Linked DNA regions of Anas platyrhynchos: region 2 is linked to region 1. The links are chromatin contacts, called in public Hi-C maps. All regions are on one chromosome and are shown on one strand. The core of a region is the stretch at or near the end of the contact, and the rest is flanking DNA. Distances in the headings are between cores, read along the strand shown. Region 1 overlaps NDUFA10 (NADH:ubiquinone oxidoreductase subunit A10). Region 2 overlaps HDAC4 (histone deacetylase 4).

Region 1 (4,169 bases), core at 959-3,458:
AGGCTTGGAGCCAGCAACACAAAAGCATCCCCAGTTAAATTCTATGCTTTTACGTGGAAGTAACTTGAGAAATAGCAGGTGGATCCCACTGGAAAAGAGAGAAGGTCTTCTTGCACACCTTGAAATCAGCTTCCAGCCCGGAACACAATAACTGGTTGGGAAGAACCCGAAGGAGTGGGTGGCATTCATTCCTTTGCTATTCACGCCCTTATTACCTCGGCCAGGGCTTCTCACCTCCTGCTGCGGTTGGCTTCCCTGCCTCCAGCGGGCAGGGTACGACACGTGGGATTGAGCCGCACTCACGATTTTGCCCATACTTGTGAGAGCAGGGGAAAGGAGAAACCCTCCTGACTCATGCCACGGGCACACAAGGCTGGGTGAGAGAGACTGTGATCAGGGTTTCATGTCCATCTCATATTGCACTCACCTCCTCATTCAGCAGGCACACGGGACAACAAAAGGCTGGTTCTCCCCATGATGTGTGTCCCATTGCCCCTTATTTCCTCCTTACCCATTCACTCCAGACCTTCGGTCAGGCAGCCTCCAGCTCCACTGTTTGGTTAGGCAGCTCAAGCACGCCGTGCCCAAGGTGAACCGTGGCCACTCCCCTGGTGAGCAACAGACACTCAACGCCTTTGCCAAGAAAGTAAAGACGAGCTTTCCAAGAAAAGCAGGTCTGCAAGAGGTGAGAAGGTGCAAAAACAACTCTTCAAACCTATAAAAAGCTGCCATGAGGAGGAACTGACGAAAGAGAGCTGTTTCGATGGAAGCAAGGAAGGAGAAAGGTGCTAAGGAAGCACTTTGCCGTAGTGCCAGAAGTTTTACAACAGATGCTGAGTGAGATTTTTGGAATCTCTGTGACAAAGGGTTTGAAGAACAAGCCCAGTACACCTCTTACGAGCACTTCTAGTCCTGCTGTTTGAAATCAGACACGTTCAACCACGGACATGTCTTTCCTTTGCTAAGTGTGCTTTATTAGACGGCAAAATAGAGCTGAGGAGTCGCTTTCCCTCGTTTGCTCCCATGCTGCTGCTTTGCAAGATTTCATTTAATCAGAGCAAAATGAAAAGAAAGGGAACAGGAGCTATGCCCCGGGTTCAGCAACAAGAATTTAAAGAAACACAACTTTAAAAAAAAATCACCAATTACTGCTCATACAAGATCCATCAGTAACAACCTCAAAATATATCCTGATGTACTGCCAAACACAATATTGGATGATTTACCATACGGGGTATGTGGCACACTAATAGTAAGTTGTGAACAAAATTGAACGTATGACAGTGGCAAACTGTTTCACGACTAGGTTGTTTCCAGATGAAAACAGAACCCCTTTCTTTAGGATACAACAAATGTTGATTTTTTTTTAATGGAAGTAGTGGAGGCTGAAAAAGCCAAAGACATGCCTGTAAAAATACACATCCTGCTACAGCAAAGTCTGAAGCAGCTGCAGCGATGCAACAGATTTGACTGAGGACTCGTACACCAAAACAAGCCAAATGCATTATGTTTCCCTCACCTGCTGGTAAATTAACCCAGGTGACATTACACAAACTACAGCTCTTTGTTCCAAAACATGACTTATTACGCAATGCATCCCGCAGTCACGCAGTTTTGCTGGGAAGGGCACAGCTAAAAACCTGCTTGAGACAGCGTGGCAGCAACATGGGAACGCACCGAGCTATTGCAAAAAGCCAGCAGAACTATTTCTGCTCGACTCGAAGGCTGGGGAGGGAGGAGAGATGCGGAGAGCACCCTCTGGGAGAACCCTCCAGCTTCCACGCAGGCAAATATGTTTCTAACCTTTTACCAAGACATGCCTCGATCCCACGATCAAACTGCTTTCTATTAGGGCAAGGGAGAGAGACCGGAGGGCGAGGCGAGGAGATAAAAGATGTTGTAACGCACCTGATTTTGTATGGGTGCGGCCCGCTGGTTTGATTAGCTTAGTTTTTGCATTATGAAAGCAGTCAGAGGCACTGCTGGGGTTTCCAGGTGTTAGCCCCTATATACATACAACAGAATAGTTATCCTCACCTGCCCAGCATTCCCCTTCCTTTCCCAGAGGCGTGGTGCGAGCTGAAGGTGAAGAGGTGGAAGGCATCCCCAGAGCCAGGGAACAAGCCGGCAGCCGCCCCTCCAGCACCAGGGCTGAAACAGCCCGAGCCAGAACAAGCAGGCTGTGCAAAGTGCTGGATTGCTGATTTCGCAATCCATCATTTCCCAAACCGTGGCCAAATCCCTGCTGCAGTCTAACAGAAACACCCGCGAGAGGGCAGCATGTGCTGGCATGCAGGACCTGCAGCCCACCGGGGACACACAGCGCAGTAAAAGCCTCCTTGAAATGGGAAATATTCGTATAGGCACAGGACATCTGGAAGTCTGGTGAAGGCAGAGTACCACAAGTTCTCTTCTGTTTGATATTGGGGAAAAAAATAGGAAACTATCAGCTTTAACTCTCACGTCTACCCCACACTTGTAGAGTTAGCTTGAAAAAATATTTAAAAAAAAAAAAGTGTAGCTTTGAATGTAAGGTTAGAAGGTGCTTGCTATTTCCTGCTCAGCTGAACAAGGTGTGGGCACAAAACTGGCACAGGACCTGTTGTCACGCATTTGATCAATGTCCTGATACCCCAACGCCGAAGGAACAAAGCAAACACGGAGCACTTTGATCAGATCTCTGCATATGAACACAATCTTGACAATGCTATTCTGAAGGCAAGTGGAAACAGCAAAACTCAAAGCGCTTGAACATTTAAATTACGTTTGTTGCATTGTGAGATTTTAGTAAGATAGCCACGCACCACCTTTAAAAGAAATAATTTCTTATTATCTGCAATGACAAGCCTTGTAAAGGAAACCCTCTCACCATCATCCAGGGTTGAATGAAAAATTAAAGTCCTTTGGCAATGCTATTTATTCCTTTCTACAGTTACAAAGTACAAATTTCACGCAATATCTTAATACAGCACTCTTTAATTGTGTGCTTTACTTTAACTCCCTCCTACACTCTGCAATTAACAATAATCCTTTCTTAATAACTGTACCGGTGTGAAGCTATAAGAAAAACAGCAACAACTGTATTGTCTTCTTTGAAAGGAAGTCTTATTTTCACAGTTCCACAGGATCCAAGCCACCAGATGCTTTTCTTTAATTACTATATATAGAAAACTTTTCTTAGGCAAAAAGTTGCCAAATCCTGACTTGTTTCTCTTAGATGCCACCCAACGTTGCTCTTCTACAACCTACCTTCACCCTTTGAGAGAAGGGCCATACAAAAGGCACAGCATTACCGCTAATATTAGAAGGCATTTGAAGTAACAGAACAGAAAAGTGAAAGTTCATGGGATTCTTTCCCACGGAAGCTTGTTTAAAAAAAGGCTTAACTTATTATTCCAGCGCCTCTCTCACAATAAATACTAAAATTCGGAAGTCCAACCAGGAGAGGTGCAGAGTGCTGCCCCCGGGGAGGAGCAGCCCCAGGCCCCGGGACACGCTGGGGCACCCAGCTGGGAAGTGATTCATTAAAAAAAATTCCTTGTCTTCCTACTAACCGATGAGAGAACCTGAAATTAATATGACAAGAACATAGATCTGAAGCTCTGTTTTAAAAATGCAGTAACTATTCTGACCTCGCTACCTGTACGTGCAGTCTAATGAAGAAGTTCTGCAAAACGGGAAGCTTGTCCCACTTCAGTGCAAGGTTAAACCTATCAATACCCTTACAAGTGTGGATTTTCTTTTTATATGGGATTATCCAAAGAACATTTTATTCATCAGTGTGACTTAAGAGTGGCAGTCCTGCTGCTTTATCTGTAACACATGTATAGAAGCGTAGGGCTGCAATCTCATTTCCTTACATACATGTCAGTGATTTATTTCGCATTCTTTAGAGTTTGGAGGGCAAATTTTTCAGCAGTCAGGACACATGCAACCTCACCAGTAGCACTCCACAGCTGAACTGGAATACAAATAATCATGGTGTACTTGGCAGGAATTACTTTTATCAAAAGTTTGTTTTTATTCCAGCAAGGCACTTTCCGCTGAGTTTGATCTCTTCACATCCAATTAAACAGACAAGGATTCTTAAAAAAAAAAAAAAAAAACAAAACACCCCCAGAATACCCTTAAACCGTTACATTTAAAAATTCTCCTTGTTATTATAAAGA
Region 2 (4,169 bases), core at 631-3,130, 300 kb before region 1:
CAACCCTCCTCCCCATCTCCCTTTTACATCTTCACAGGGCTCTTAAGATACTGACAAACACACTTTCAAACAGCCTGTCCAAGTACCTACTTACCTGATTTATGTCTTCACCTCGTGGGGATTTCTCTTATACTATATTAATAACCTTAAATACAATTGGAAGATGATAAAAGACAAGGAAAGCTTACAGAGGCCAAACTGGAATATGTTGGATTGTCCTGTTTCATTTTTCTGGAGTGCTTCTCTAACCCCCTTTAGTCTACAATCCTCATGACTCCCTCTCACCACGAGTTGCTTTGAACATCCTGCTCAAATGACAAGGGAACCAGCTCACTGTGGACGTTTTCCCGTGCAGTCCTCAGGTGCATCTGGATTTACTGCAGGCACATGCCCAAAGCCGAGCCCTTACCCTGAGCTGGCACCAGAGCCGACCTCCACTTCCATGAAGAGGCACCAAGACTTTCCAGAGCAGGCCAGTGGGAGAGGCAAATTAAACCATTTTGAGAGTTTTAAAAGCTGCGTGAGTGACATGGGAATGGACAAATAGTCAGTCATGGCTGAGCACCTCTCACAAAAATTCAGGCAAAACGAGACAGGGTCCAAGAGTGACTACGTCAACTTCAGGACACTGCCTTCTTTTTTGGTAGGTCTTCTCTACTCTTTCTCCAAGTGGGAGTAAAACACTTTCTCACTGGAAAGACCCAGTGCAGAGTTAATGCCCCCAAATAATTCTGTTATCACCTGAACGCTCACAAAATCCTCTCAGCTTTGTATGTTTTATCAACACGTTCCCTGTGAACTCACTAACCAGAACCACAGAGTTGGCCGGCTTGAAATCAAAGCCTCCCCATTACTGAGGCAGAAATAACAACAAACAAAAGACAGCACACGAAATTGCAACAGCCAGAAAACTTCCCTCAGAAGGTCTCTCACCTGGCGCATGGCACAGCTTCCAGTGTTTCTCCTTTTGTTTTGGAAGGCAAATAACATTGTTTTTTTTTCATTCCTCCTTTCCAAGCACAGGATTTACCCAATGCCACAAGAATCTCCCAGCAGCTGCAATGGTTCAGGCTGCAGCACTCGCCTAACTGCTCTAGGACGCCCCAGTAGAAATAAAAGTCAATTGTTACAATTCCAGGGATTTTTATTTTTTTTTTACATCGTTTCTTTTGTGGCATTATTCTGTGTATACTGTTTTGTTATTTTCATCATTGCAAGGGCCTCCAGCAAAGTACCAAAGTTAAACAAATAAATAAATACATATTTGCCTTGCTTCCATTTACTGCCATTTATTGGCTCTGCATTTGGGGAGGTTTCTTGTAATCCTGCAATCAAGAAAACTCAGCAGCGAGTAAGACCCAGCTGAGCACATAACACTGAACTTCTCCATGGAAAGCAACTTCAGGGAGTCTAAGCATTTTGAAGGAATTTTCTGACTGCATGGAAAGCATGTGCTTTCCTTTGGTACCATATCCTTAACTCCAGGCTGCCTTCCTGAACCAGGTCCACGCTCAGTGAGAAGCAGCAGCTTCCACTGCCATTTCTGAAGGCATTGCTGGGATCAAGTGGTCAGACACTAGGGCCTGATTTATCCTAAAAGCCACGTGACTTAGAGCGGTACATGAGGAGTGAAGCAAATTCGATTTCCAGACCTGACATAAATTATGCATAGCTGTTGAAATCCATTTCCTCTGCAAACGGAGGGGCTCTGACACAGAGCAGTGCCTAGCTGCCCCCGGATGTCCCGAAGCCACCAGGCTCTCTAAGAGAGCTCACTCTGAGTTTGTGTGAATGATGACAGCATGCTTTCAAGAGGAGATCAAAGTCTGAGACAGCAGTCATGTAGTGGTACTTACACAGAGGCATCCCTAGATGGTGCTAAGAATTAACTTTATGGTGATCTATACAGTCTAGTTTAATCTGATTCCTCCTTACGAAATTTATTCCCAGAAGAATACTATTTTTCAACAAGAAACTGTCATATAAGTAGTCAAAAATACCAGCTACGTATATTAAATAAAAAAGCCCTTACATGTTTTAAAACTTCAACATAATTACTTAACAAGGAACTGTGGCAATCTGCCCAAAGCCTAAAACATACCAGGGCTGTAAAGCATTTACTACTGGAGGAAGACAGTTATGAGTTATGGCCTCCCCATGGATATCTGTAGAAGCACTTTTTGGAAATTTTATTTCTCTGCAACCTGTTGCTGAAGATCATAGAAATGCTCAGGAAAAAATAGCACTCTGGTGGCATAACTGCATCTACACATCTTAAAAGTAGCTACAAAAGATGCTCATTGAGGCGGCAGTGCTGTCCCAGTAGATGGGTACCCAAGGACCTGTGCTGCTGCCACGCACCTGCATCAGAAGGTGAACTCCACCAACAGTATCAAGGTTTTTCCAACATTCAGAGGCACATAAGAAAGAGATCCAGACTGCAAAATTAACTAGATGCAGGAATTGCTTCTGGAAAGGGACACTTCACTGAGCTTGTGGCTGGCAGCACAACTTCTGCTGCCTACCCAACCTACCTGTGACGTCCAGCGGGCGCTTCTTCAGAGCAGTAACCACCGGGCCATCTTTTCTGCGCAAGAGGGGGCTGCTCCGTCTCTCAGCAACTTTTTGCTTTAGTCTGGATCGTAATTTTAGGTTGGGTTCAGATGCTGAATAAAAAAAAAAAAAAAGAGAAAAGCAAACAGCATTTGAGTTAATATCATTTCAGTAGATTTTTTACTCAATGCAAAGACTGAATTACAGTTCATCATTTGTGAAAGCCTAAACAAAATTAGTCATTCGATACCATATATTTGGAACAAAGACTTCTAAATATAATGAAAAGGTTCCAGCCTATATATTATCTGAATTCACTGATAATGAAAGTCAGTGACATTTAAATTAAAAATAATAATCATCCTGCCGTGTTGTCTCTAATGACTGTGAACTCGTTTGGGCTGGATCAGAGAGCACCACTCACACTCCCCAGTTTCCTGCCACTGCCCAACTTTCTTCCAAGCCAGTGGGAGAACCTAACTTATGAGATCTAAAAATCAATACAGGAATCGGTGAGATAGCTGAGATGCTGCTGCTTGGTCAGCACGGAGCATTGCTGTGGGGCCGGGACGCTATCTGCGATGTGTTGCTGAAATGGGCAGCCCCACACCCTTGGAGTCATCTGACCACAGCGTGAGCTGGCTCAGGGAGGCACACCAGAAAAAACATGGGGAAAAAAAAAAAACAACAAAAACACAAAATAACACAAAACAACAAAAAAGCAACACAAATCAAACCACATAACAAAAAAAAAGGTGAATGTTTTCACACTGGTTCAGCTCCCTGGAGCACCTCGCCTTGGGTCTGATGAGCATCAGCGTCAACTCAGGCAAAAGGGCATGGGAGTGTGGGCAATGCTAAAGCCAAGGCCAGGGCGGAGAAGGTTTGTTTATTTGGGGAGATACTTGGTTACATCATCACAGCCACAAAATTAAACCGTATCTAAAAACACATCAAATACTTCAAAAAGTCTGGGCTGCCAAAAGTAGGTGTGCATCTATTTCCTGAGACCACAGCCTGACTTGCTTTGTGTATACCATACAGCTGAAATATCCTCTTAAATAGAAACTTCTGCTGTACCCAAATCCTTAGATTTCATTTCTCCAAAAGTCAAAGCAGAACTCCTGGGATCCCCTAATATCTCCGGGTTAATGACAACTGGCAACGCTGAACACGTTCGCACTGCACAGCTTATCAAGTTTTTATAAAGGTAATGAAGCCTTAAGTCAAGATTCCTCCTGTGAGATGATTTTCCCTGTAAACTTTGTGATCTCCTGAGTATACATGAAATATCTGCTTTGGTGCTTGAGGGCTCCTGACAGTTATGAGATTTGTGAACTGGCCCAATCTTCTCCATTCCTCAATCTCTTAACAACTCTGCAGCTTAATCCCTTTGAACTGGCAAATCCTGTGCTCTCACCATTAACTACCGATACACTCAGCTCTCTACACTCCAGGGCCAATAATCTACATTTCTTTAGAAGACTTAAAATGGGGTTTACAAACTGATTTGAATTAACTACGTCTGACTACAGATACATTTCCCCGCAGTTGGCTTTGACCACTAGGTCATGTAAAAGATCAAGACCAATCATGTTAATTGCAGGGCTCAAAAA

What was found. Hi-C and Micro-C count contacts between places; a contact is called where the count stands out from the background.
Region 2: a contact with region 1 is called in a Hi-C map of subcutaneous adipose tissue, with 2.2 times the contacts expected there. The contact joins two enhancer-like sites. A contact is called at or near these places in 3 of 8 Hi-C or Micro-C datasets (liver, skeletal muscle and subcutaneous adipose tissue).

What each region holds. Positions count from the first base shown.
Region 1 is chr7:29,032,205-29,036,373 of IASCAAS_PekinDuck_T2T, reverse strand. The region is part of intron 8 of NDUFA10 (NADH:ubiquinone oxidoreductase subunit A10); the gene reads right to left. It overlaps LOC140002957 (a long non-coding RNA gene), which reads right to left. Exons shown (of 3, transcript XR_011810723.1): 1 at 2,038-4,169; 2 at 512-608. Among named protein-coding and RNA genes, the nearest start is that of NDUFA10, 20 kb to the right of the region's middle. Within about 2 kb of position 2,208, at least 1 of the 8 cell types and tissues checked has an H3K27ac peak or open chromatin away from gene starts, as enhancers often do. A contact at or near this core is called in subcutaneous adipose tissue, where this site is marked.
Region 2 is chr7:29,336,317-29,340,485 of IASCAAS_PekinDuck_T2T, reverse strand. It overlaps HDAC4 (histone deacetylase 4), which reads right to left. Exons shown (of 28, transcript XM_027461718.3): 9 at 2,535-2,666. Among named protein-coding and RNA genes, the nearest start is that of TWIST2, 140 kb to the left of the region's middle. Within about 2 kb of position 1,880, at least 1 of the 8 cell types and tissues checked has an H3K27ac peak or open chromatin away from gene starts, as enhancers often do. A contact at or near this core is called in subcutaneous adipose tissue, where this site is marked.